Linked DNA regions of Mus musculus: region 1 is linked to region 2. A link is a contact called in public HiCAR-type data. All regions are on one chromosome and are shown on one strand. Each heading gives the region's core, a stretch centred on a gene start, on an enhancer-like site or on the middle of the called end of the contact. The rest is flanking DNA. Distances are from core to core; before and after follow the strand shown.

Region 1 (5,489 bases), core at 2,470-4,969, 2.3 Mb after region 2:
CCGTTTCATACTAGATACTTGGACAACAAGTATGAAAGTGGAAGCTGTTCTTAAAGCCCCCCCCCCCCCCCAATTAACCACTACCTGGTTTATCTCGAAGCTGTGTGTGTGTGTGTGAGAGAGAGAGAGAGAGCGAGGAGAGGTGGGGGGACTTGAAGATATTAATGGGATTTTGATATTTCTGTTGTGCATGCTAATGTATGCCCTCCTATCAAGCTTCTTTGATGTATTTATGTTCATGGAGTCAATTGCTCTAAAATGTCTTTTGAAAGTTGTTCATTTTGAAATTTACTGTGTAAACTACCTTCAGTTTCTCCTTTGCTTTCAGTCCATCCAGCAACCACTGCCCCCCCTTTCTTTGAGGTATTTAAAAAAAAAATACTAAGACGAAATAAAAGAAGGTAATTGAAAAGAGAGTGACAGCAGATTATTGATGTATTCTCTTTATTGTTTTGCAGTTAACCTTGTTCATCTCATCCATTTACAATTGAATTTTTGTTATATTTTCTAAAGAGGAAGTTTTACCAAAACCAAATATTCCTCTTAGGAACAGGGGCCTAAAGGATTTGTAATCATTAGCAATTAATTTATTTTAGATCACCCATACTTGAAACAGATCGACCCAGTGGTTTTAAAGCATTGTCATGCAGCAGCTGCAACTTGCATCCTGGAGGCAGGAAAGCACCAAGTTGACAAGTCTACTCTAAGGTACAGACTTTATCTAATGCCCGCTTACTTTGAAGTGGTATCTTTGTCATTGTAATTTCAGTTTTTAAAGATAGAGACTAAACCTTGCTTTATTTCCCCCCCCTCCTGCCCCCTTCAGCACTTATTTAGAAGACTGTAAATTTGACCGAGAGCGAATAGAACTGTTTTGCACCGAGTATCAGGTTACTTACTTTAAACTTTTAAATTAACAATTAGTACCCACCCCCTTTTTTCCTGCTGTTTGCAAAACTGTGTTTTCTTTCTCCTTCCCCAGAACAATAAGAATTCTCTAGAAACCCTACTGGGAAGGTAGGTACTGTGTTAGGTGTCAAGCTGCGGAGCTTTTCCCTTGTGGGTAAGGAATGGAGTGTGCTGATGGGAAACAAAACTGAGCCAAAAAAATTGGGATCCTGACCCAAAATAAAGGGCCAAAGGGCAAGTGGAATAATTGAAGTTAAGCTAATGTTTTTTTCAAGATAGAGCCTGACATAATCTTAGTAGGTGTGCTTTCACTCTTTTGAACTTGAAGATGAGGTTCAACAGTCTTTAAGTTCAGAGTGGAATGAAACGAGTTAAGAAGAGAAAGACACCATTGAGAAAATCCTGAAAGTTTTTCTGTAGATACTACAAAATTATCATTGTCTTTCAGTATAGGCAGATCTCTCCCTCATATAACTGATGTTTCTTGGCGCTTGGAGTACCAGATAAAGGTAAAGATAACAAGCTTTTCTGTAGAGGGAGTTAGAGGAACTTTTTTTTTAAAAAGGTTAGAGTTAAAGACTGATGTTTTGTGTTGTTTTAGACCAACCAACTTCATAAGATGTACCGACCTGGATATTTGGTGACCTTAAATGTAGAGGTATGTATAGATCCTTGTCTAAAAATTATGTGTAATAAAAATTTTCATTTCCTTTATATAAACAAACATTTTTTTCTTCCATAGAACAATGATTCCCAATCCTACCCAGAGATTAATTTTAGTTGCAACATGGAACAGTTACAGGTACAGTATTAGGACCTTTAAATGTTTCTTTCAGTGGGCATTTGAGAACTGTTATGGAGACTTTATAATATTCCCAGCATCAGGTAATGAAGGTTGGTTTAGGTTTTAATGGCAAAGAGAGAATGGAAAGCAGAAATTTAACATAGATTTCACTTTTAAAAGTAACATAGTAACATCCCCAGTAGCCTGCATTTACTGGTGCCCCTAATTGAAAAATAACTTTAAAGTTTGAGTTCAGCACACTTTCTTTCATTCCATCATGCATCTGACTCATAAAACTGAGCAAAAGTAAGAGATTGGAGAATGCCTTTCACAAATTAAACTTCCAAAGTTTTAAGCAGGAGTTTTAAATTACCCTATAAAGGGAAAGTTCACACAAGTTCTTAAAACTGTTAATATTTTCAGTGTAAAACTGAAGAAATTAAAGTCTTCGTTGATTGATGGATATGCTAACGAATTTCTTACCAATTAAATAAAATGAAGATCATTCCTGAAAATTTGAATGAAATTAAATGTTCCAAAGACATCTGTAGTCACTTTAGAGTAAATATTAGCGAAACTTTAAACAGAAAATGTGTGTGAATCATAACCTTCCTTAGAGAAGTTGAGAGATAATTTAGATATTCTCAGCCTGCAAAAATTCTGTTAGAAATTCCCTTTTAACTAGAACTTGAATACCTGATTGGAGGACCAGATCCAGCAGAAGAAGCGCTTCTTTTCCAAAGGGCTTTGCGAGCTGTTGAGCTCCCGTGGACTCCTTAGGTGTTCTTCCTTCCGACTGTGTTCTTGCAGCTGCTTCAGAGTTGCTGCTTCCTCACTTGTATGCCCAAGTTGTGACATGATTGTACATCTTTTAGGACTTGGTGGGGAAACTTAAGGATGCTTCAAAAAGCCTGGAAAGAGCAACTCAGTTGTAATTTGGGGAGGCTGATGACCCCAGGAGCCTAGAGGAAAACCAGACGCGCCTTGTCTCCTGCTGGACCATCGTTCGCGCGAGCTGGATGTCATTTTCAGTGGAAAAAGAGCTAGCACCCTTTTGAAGTGATGCCAACCATCAATTTTGACACTTTTTTTACACATGTGAAATGGTTAAGAGGGAGACTCTTAAGCATCTGGATTTTCAGTATTACTCTTGCGTTCCTTCTATCTTGAGCGTCTTCAAGCCCTATTAAAGTATCGTACCCTGAATAAATACGGTGGTATTCCCACAAGAAGGGCGGCATTCTGTTTGGAGTTTGTGTGTGACTTTGACGACTGAGTGTGCCAAGCACATCTGCCCTGCGTGGGCTCGGACGCCTGCCTTGCCCCAGGTTAAGTGTTTCGGGAAAGGTGTGCGGCCGGGCCGTGCTCGCTGCCCGGCCCGCCCGTTACCTGCGCCCGGCCCGCCCGACCCCGCGAGCGGAGCCAGCCCGGCCGCTGCCCGCGCGCGCCTCTTCCCGGCCGCCAGCGGGCGGGGCGGCCGCTGTTGTTTCCGCGGGCCCGATCCGGCGCAGGTTCGGCAGGGCCGAGCCGGGGCAGCGGCCGGGCGCCCCCGGCGGCGGGCCCCGCGGACGTGTGCGCCAGAAGCAGGAGACATGGTGGGGGGCGGGGCGGCGTGCGGGGCCGAGCGGGCCGCGCCGGGAGAGCGGCGTGTGGCGCTGTGGAGAAATGCCTCCGTCGCGGCCCCGGCGCGCTGCGCGGGGAGGGGAGGGGGCTGGGCGCGCGGCTCGCGGCGCGCTGCGAGGGGAGGGGGCGGCCACGGGCCCGACTACACCGACACTAATTCCCAGGCCGCCCTTAAGGAATGAGGGGAGCACGTGACCCGGCGGGGGGCGGGGGAGGGGGCGGGCGGACTCCGAGCCATTTTGGAGCCGGTGTCAGTTTCCACTCTGCCTTCAGCCGTGCATTTTTTTCCACCCTCCCCTCCCCCTCCTGGTCCTCCCTCCCCTCCCCCGCCACCCGGCCCGCAAGCACACTCGGCGCCCCCCGCCCGCCCGCCAGCCCGCCTCCCCCACGCGAGTCTGAAATCATAATCGTAGTATTAAAGGCAGAGATCGGGAGAGACAATGGGGAGGTTGGCGAGGGAGCCCCGCGCAGGCTTAGCAACACCTCCCGGCCCCGCAGAATAATACGGCTCGGCCCCTCTGCGCGCCCTCCCCCGAGCGCGGCCGGGAGGCGGCGGCTGCGCCGAGGAGGAGGAGAGGCCCCGAGGAGGCGGCGGCGGAGGCCGCGCGGAGGCGGAGGAGGCCGCGCGGGAGGAGGAGGCCGCAGCGCGCGAGCAGGAGGCCGGCGGGGGAGCGGCATGAGCGGAGCGCGGCGGCCGTGGCTGCTCTCGGCCGCGCTCGGTGCCCATTGACAGCGGCGGCGGCGGCTCGCTCCAAGATGGCCGCTTGGCTCGCATTCATTTTATGCTGAACGACTTTTAACTTTCATTGTCTTTTCCGCCCGCTCAGATCGCCTCGCGCCGGCCGCTCTTTCCGGGTACGTAGGAGGCGAGGCGCCGACGGGCCGTGGCCGGGGACTGGTGGGGGTCGGGGCGGCGTGGAGGGGGGGGGGCGGAGGCGCTGACAGCGTGGGCAACCGGCCCGCGCCCCGCGCCCGCGCCCGCGCGCCCGCCGCCTCCCGCGGCGCCGGACGCCCCGCAGCCCGCACCAGCGCCGCCTGACCGCGCTCCAGCCGCTCCGGCCGCCGCCCGCGCCCGGCCGCGCCGCGCCGCCCCACGTTTTAGTTCCCCGCTCCCCCGAGCGCCCCTCGGCACCCTCGCGCCGCACATGGTCCCCGAGAGCGGCACTTGTGTCTCCAGCCTGCGCGGCTCCCGCGGCCGCTGCGCCCTTTGTTGAGAGGTAGACTTTGCTGAAACGGGGACGGGATCCCGAGATCGGGCGCTGCCTGGGTCCAGTGGCTTCCCTCCTCTCCCGAAGAAAGGGCTCTGGAGGTCTTTGAACCTCCAGGGAACGCCCCCATTTTATAGGGATGGGTACTGTGGGGAACAGCGATCCCGACGAGGTGGGTGTTAGGCTGGGGGGAGCCCCGACAAAAATGTTATTAACTTAAGTTGGAGGGACACTTGTGTGAAATTGGATGGCTGGTAAGATGGCGGTTCCCAGTTGTTTCCAAGGTCTTGTGCATTTGTGTTGGAAAGGGTAAAGTTTTCAAGGTGGTATTTGTTGGGAGTCGAGGACAGGGGTTCCATACGTACTTGGGGCGAGCTCTCAAGGAGGTGGGCATTTAAAATTTGAGCTTTGTTTTGGAGTGAAGCCGGTGACTGTACGTTAGCCTTGCTGAGCGCCCTTTCTCTCTCCACTCTCACCCCTCCTTTTTTCTTCTTTTCTCTCGAAGACACTACAACTTTCCCCTTTGCTGTGGGATGAGCTGAGACTTAGGTCCATTGCATTTTATAGATTTTGCTAAATGTCAGAATAGGTCATGAAGTAAGGGGATGGATGCTTCGGAGAAGGAGCACTAACGCGTTGATTGCTTATGTTTACGTAGTCATTTGGACTTGACAGCGCTGGAGCATGATCGTTTCCCCAGAGCTTTACAGTTAATAATTGGAAATAAACAAGGAGAGAGACTTTGATCATTCCCAATTGCAATAAAAGGATTTAGTGGGCTTAGTGGTCACGGTTCAATATCTGAAAGAGAATTGAGCATTAACCCCTTCGCTTTAAAGTAGGCAAAATTCCGGGCATATTTACCCTAATGCAGATGTGTGGTGGCAGTTCAAGCTATTTTTATAGGAACTCCCCCAACCTTTAGGGAGACGTTGTAAAACGTAGTAAAGACTTGATACTAGAGA
Region 2 (5,196 bases), core at 35-2,534:
TTGCAGTAATCTTGGCCCACTTCCAGTGGGTTTTGCTAGATGTTGAGATGGATTCAAAGCATACATGCATGCATTCTTCAAAGCATGGCAAGGCCAAGACAGTAACAAGCTACAGCATCGGCTGAACCCAGAACACTTTCGAATGTGTTTAAATTAGCTCTCCCTTTGTCTTCAAGAAAGAGCATTTCTCTTCAGGCTAGCAGATGATTTAAAAAATTAAGTTCACTTGGCTAATCCTCCTTTCTAGGACCTTCTATGAACTTCAGTATAAAATCTTCCTGATTTGATGCCTGGAGACCTGAGGCTTAAAGCTTAAATAAATTGCTCCTTGTGGAAAAAAAATTGAAGTACTAGCCCAGGCAGTGCTCCAGAACATGTATTTTTCACCAAGGATGCATTGTCTCTTTGCTTTCTATTTAGCCCCATTAAAAGATGGCTAAGTGTATGCAAATTAAATTAAATTAAATGTAAGCGGATAAGGGGCCTGGAAAGGGTTAATGCTGAAGCAGACCCTCAAGCTGAAAAAACAAAAACAAACTAGCAAGCAAAAACCCTTTAAACCCCCTATAGGAAATTCAATGGGCTTCCTGTTTCTTTAAACTCTCCCTTTCCCTCCTTCTGACACTTTACCAAACCGCGGTGGCGGCCTCAGGACCCTGCAGCCCAGAGCCACCTCCACCTCCCTCTGTGCGGGTCTGGGGTAGGAGGGGCTTTTGATGGGATGGGGGCTGGGAGTTGGGGGATGTCAGTAACCCTAGCGACTCAGGTTTGCTCCCCCGCCACCCAACGGTTGCCAGACCAGCCCTCAGTGAGGGATGAAATACTATTAACCCTTTAGTGCCCAGGCGGAAATCAGAAGATAGTGGGCGCTCCCTGGGGGGCCTCATCCCTCTCTACCCGCAGGCTGACACCCAAAAGCCACGGAAGCCTGGAGGGTGCAGGCGGCATCGGTTCCTCTGCAAAGGTCATGAACCGGGTGGGCGGATGGCGTCCGGGAGACTAGAATCTGCCACCGCCCCACTCGCACCAGTCCTCGGGTGTTTGGGGCCGCAATGGTCCTCTGGCTTTCCCCAGCCAGTCTTCTCGGGCTTCATCTGTGGGAGACTTTTCTGGCGCCCCCTCTCCCCCGAGAAAAGCTCAGCCAATGGACAGGTTGGTGCTGGCTGCGGGTTTTGGGAGGAAGGTGGGAGAAGCCTGGAGGAGAGAAGGGGAGGGAGGAGGGCGGAGGGAAGAGAGGAGGGTTCAGCGGTAGATCTAGCAAATGGCAAGCCGCCTTCCCTCCCCAAAGTGTAGAGCTGGAGCGCGGGGGAGCGCGGCGGCGCCTCCGCCACCAAACTCCTGGGGCTCCGCGGCGTTCGGAGCCACCTCCTGCCTAGCCCGGAGGGGCTCTCTTACCAGGCTGCAACCTCACTTTCCCGTTTTTCTTTTTCTTTAAAAAACACCCCCACCTCTCTTCTGCTCACAGCAGCTGGTGCATTCCCGGCTCTACTCTCCGGAGCTGCCCATCCCTCCGGCTGCGGGCGAGGACGCGCGCTCAGCCTTGGGCGAAGCAAAGAAGAAAAACTTGTCAGAGGGGTTTCTCCAGCCTCCACTAACCTCCTTCTCTCGGGAACACCAACCACCCGCCGGGGCCAGACCTAAGTCTGGGAAAGTTCCTCCGGTGCTCAGCGCCCTCTTGAATCTGGAACAGCACCGGCGCAGCCAGTGGAATTAGATCTGTTTTGAACCCAGTGGAGCGCGTCGCGGGCGCTCGGAAGTCACCGTCTGTGGGCGCCCGGGTGGCGCTGCCTGAGAGGACCCGGGAGTTTGCCGACCCTACTGCAAGTGACCTTTCCTCCCCTCACTTGGTTGATTGTGTCTCAGTTGGGGGCTGCGAGGGTGACAAGTTGCAGTGAGAGCTCCCGAAGTTCGGAGAGGGTTCAGCTGTCTCTCCTTCACTTCTGTTACCCGGAGTGAAATCCTAGCGAAACTGTCAGAGGCCTCCGGATCCCACCCAAGACTCACCAGCAGAGCTCGGCCGTGTCGCCCCATCCCCAGGGATAACCCCGGAGCCCAGGGTCTCAAGAAAAAATTCGTTGGGCAGGGGAGAGAGGTCGCGGCAGCGGCATGGCAAGGTTCCGGAGGGCCGACCTGGCCGCAGCAGGAGTTATGTTACTTTGTCACTTTTTAACAGACCGGTTCCAGTTCGCCCACGGGGAGCCTGGACACCATACCAATGGTAAGAAGTACTTTTCTCAATTGTTTTTGTGTGTGGCTGAAGATCCTTCCGGTGTCTTCGAACCTCCATCCTCATCTCACACCCACCCAAAGTATCTGCCCTTGGGAAACTTATCCTAGTTGTTTTTCTGGGAAACTTGAGTTTCTCGAATGGGGAAAGAGGTTTGCTTGATCAAAAGGTGTGGGAAACCAGGACTTCCCTGAAGCTATGATGCTTACTCCACCTGGGCGCCAGGGGGTGGTCCTGCCTAACCCCAAGTAGCCCAAAGAGGTCGGGGTGTGAGAGAGCCTGCTGCTGCGGATACCTCTCTGAATCTTGGTTACATCAGGTTGTTTCCCCTCTGGATTCTCATCCCTTGGAGCTCAGAGGCTCTTCCCTGTGCGCCGCGGAAGGGATGGATGGATGAACAATCTGATGACAGTCAGGGATGGCAGGTCGCCCCGTGCCAAGGGAAAACGCCTTGTGTCTGCACATCCCTCCTTCAGGCTATCCTCACTAGTTTTCTCATTGTGGGGTTACTAAGTGGATGCAGTAGAAGCAGCGGGGTTCAGGGATAGAGAAGAGGTGGAGAAGATGGGGACCAGTCGTGCCTATGAGGACAAGCCCTGGCCCCATTGTCCTCTGCCTGTCTGTTTCACAGACAGGCCCCAACATGCCAGCAGTTCCTCAGGGTTTCTTGACACTGTCCCTGGAGGAGAAGGGCCTCCAGATACTTGCAATTGGCCGCACCCTGTGCCCTGGTGATCTGTCTGGTTAGGTGTGTGGTAGTGAAGTGTCCTCCTACTGAGCAGGGACTGGCTAATCCAGCTTTCTCCCAAGACCACTCATTCCACTGTGACCCCACAGATTGCTCCCCATCTCTGCCCTTCAGCAAAGAAATGAACAGGCAGGTCAGTGAAACACTGGGGCAGGAATCTGTGAACTCTTGTAGACTCCCAGCAGGAGTGAGAGCAAAGAGCACTTGAAGAGAAAAAGAAAGGAAAACTTCCTGGTTAGGACAATCACTTTGGTTCTGTTTTGCTCTGTACACCTCTTTGTTTAATTCAAGAAAGACTGGTAAATGGTTCTTCAGAAAGTATGCATGTATACCCAGCTGTCAGCCTTCAAGGAGTCACAGAAAGAAGTCCGGGAGGTACACCTGGGGACTCCAGGTGAGAATAAGAGTTTACAAAAACCTTGAATAAAATGTTACCATCTTGAGACAAATAGGATAATCCAAGTCATGCGTGTACCTGAGTTGCAAATTTTAAGAGAGGAAAAAAATTACTTTCTTGGTGCTCCTATTTAAGGCTGGCTCCTATTTAAGTGTGTGTGTGTGTGTGTGTGTGTGTGTGTGTGTGTGTGTGTGTGTGTGTGCTGGGGACCAGCACATGAAGACCACAGGATAAAAGCTGAGATTAAAATTCTTGGATTTTTTTTGTCACCTCTGGTCATCCTCATCAATGAACATAAGTTCTTGGCTATTTATAATTTATATTAGCACACCATATTTCTGTTTATTTTCTTGGCACATTGCATTGGCTGAAAAAAATAACAGTTTTACTTTCTTCAGAAAGCAACACTTTAAAAGATGCAGTAGTCATCTCCATAAGCTTATTTGGAGTAAATGAATATGCAAAGCAATTTTGCAAAAAAGGAGGGGACATTCATCCTGAGTTGTTTGTTTAAAAACTTCTTTGGTACTGGAAGCAAATAATATATTTACAGCAAAACTACATAAAAGAGAGACTAGGAATTTTCATTTAACTACTGAGTATATAATATACTGGCACCCATGTTAAGTTTGCTATTCTAAGGCAAACCTGAGGATGAAATTCATTGCACACAGAGCAGACCAGCTGGTGGAAAGCTTTGGCTTTGGGGAGTATGGCATGCCTTTGTTGATAACATAAATACACCAGCATTTTAAACTAATTCACTATTTCTGGTGGACCTCTTAGAAACATTGTGCTCACAGGATTGGGGACGGGGAATTAACTATAAATCAAACAACACTCCGCATGAAGTTTTATGAAATTATCTCGGAATTCGGGGATTTTAACCTACTGAATATATAACACAGAAAGGTAACACAGAAGAAAAAAAAAAAAAAGAAAACACTCTATTTTCCACTGTAAGATGACTTATCTGAAAATTAAATATCCTGAAACTACTTCAGAAGGTGAAAGGTAGCATGCGACAATCAGGGTTTTATTTTTTTACCACGGGCATTTTGGCAAAGGGCAAACATCTGATTTCATAACAGATTTGTTTGTTGTGCTTTTTACTTTTCTAATGCTGTGGTTGGTTTTATTGCCACCAGAGGGCAGAGAAACCACTAATTTCCTCTGTTCCTGTTTCTAATGTTTTTGTGTTCTAGGGACATGTAGTTCATATTTAATCTGTCATTTTCTTGTTGTTTTCACTGTGTTTTTCTCTGCTTGGATATTTTTTGTGCTTCCTTTCCAGTGAAGTGGGCCAGCTTAGTTAGCAATATTCCTGTTGATTTCCTGTGGCTGAAGTTTCTGTTAGCATCAGTATCTATAACAAAAATTTATAACATAGAGATAATCCACATGAGTGTTTCCTGTAAAGCAAGTGTGGGTCAGATTATTGCATCTGCGGGTTAATTGTTCTTCTCTAGCAATGACTCACAACTTTCCATAAGATACTTAACATAAAATTGAGAAAGATTTTTGTAGCTTGAGTTTGCGTAAGTTATATTGCTACAGAAACATGGTCTAGAGTAGGATTTTCGTCCTTGGATGCCTGCATAGAGGCTTATAACTATTATTACATAATAAACATCATCGTTTAAGCTATTGTAATTGTATCATACATACATAAGTTGTCCATACATAAGGAATGGATGTTACTATTCCTCATCCTTGAGAATATGCTTGAATGTAATTGGAAATGCAAGGTGTTGCAAGTTTCTTCTCTGTAAGAATCAAACAGACCCCTGTAGAGATGTAGACAACATGCACCCTTTTTTGTTT

The links. HiCAR-type assays count read pairs that join an accessible place to other places.
Region 1: a contact with region 2 is called in a HiCAR-type map of astrocytes, with 2.6 times the contacts expected there. The contact joins the promoter of Bmi1 here to the promoter of Plxdc2 in region 2. A contact is called at or near these places in 2 of 115 datasets of contacts at active chromatin or transcription factors (astrocytes and embryonic stem cells).

The regions. Positions count from the first base shown.
Region 1 is chr2:18,673,299-18,678,787 of GRCm38.p6, forward strand. Bmi1 (Bmi1 polycomb ring finger oncogene) reads left to right here and starts at 3,720. Exons shown (of 10, transcript NM_007552.4): 1 at 3,720-4,171. It overlaps Commd3 (COMM domain containing 3), which reads left to right. Exons shown (of 8, transcript NM_147778.4): 2 at 597-708; 3 at 827-890; 4 at 983-1,017; 5 at 1,358-1,418; 6 at 1,511-1,567; 7 at 1,652-1,711; 8 at 2,569-2,933. The coding sequence ends at 2,628.
Region 2 is chr2:16,355,020-16,360,215 of GRCm38.p6, forward strand. Plxdc2 (plexin domain containing 2) reads left to right here and starts at 1,285. Exons shown (of 14, transcript NM_026162.6): 1 at 1,285-2,218. The coding sequence starts at 2,107.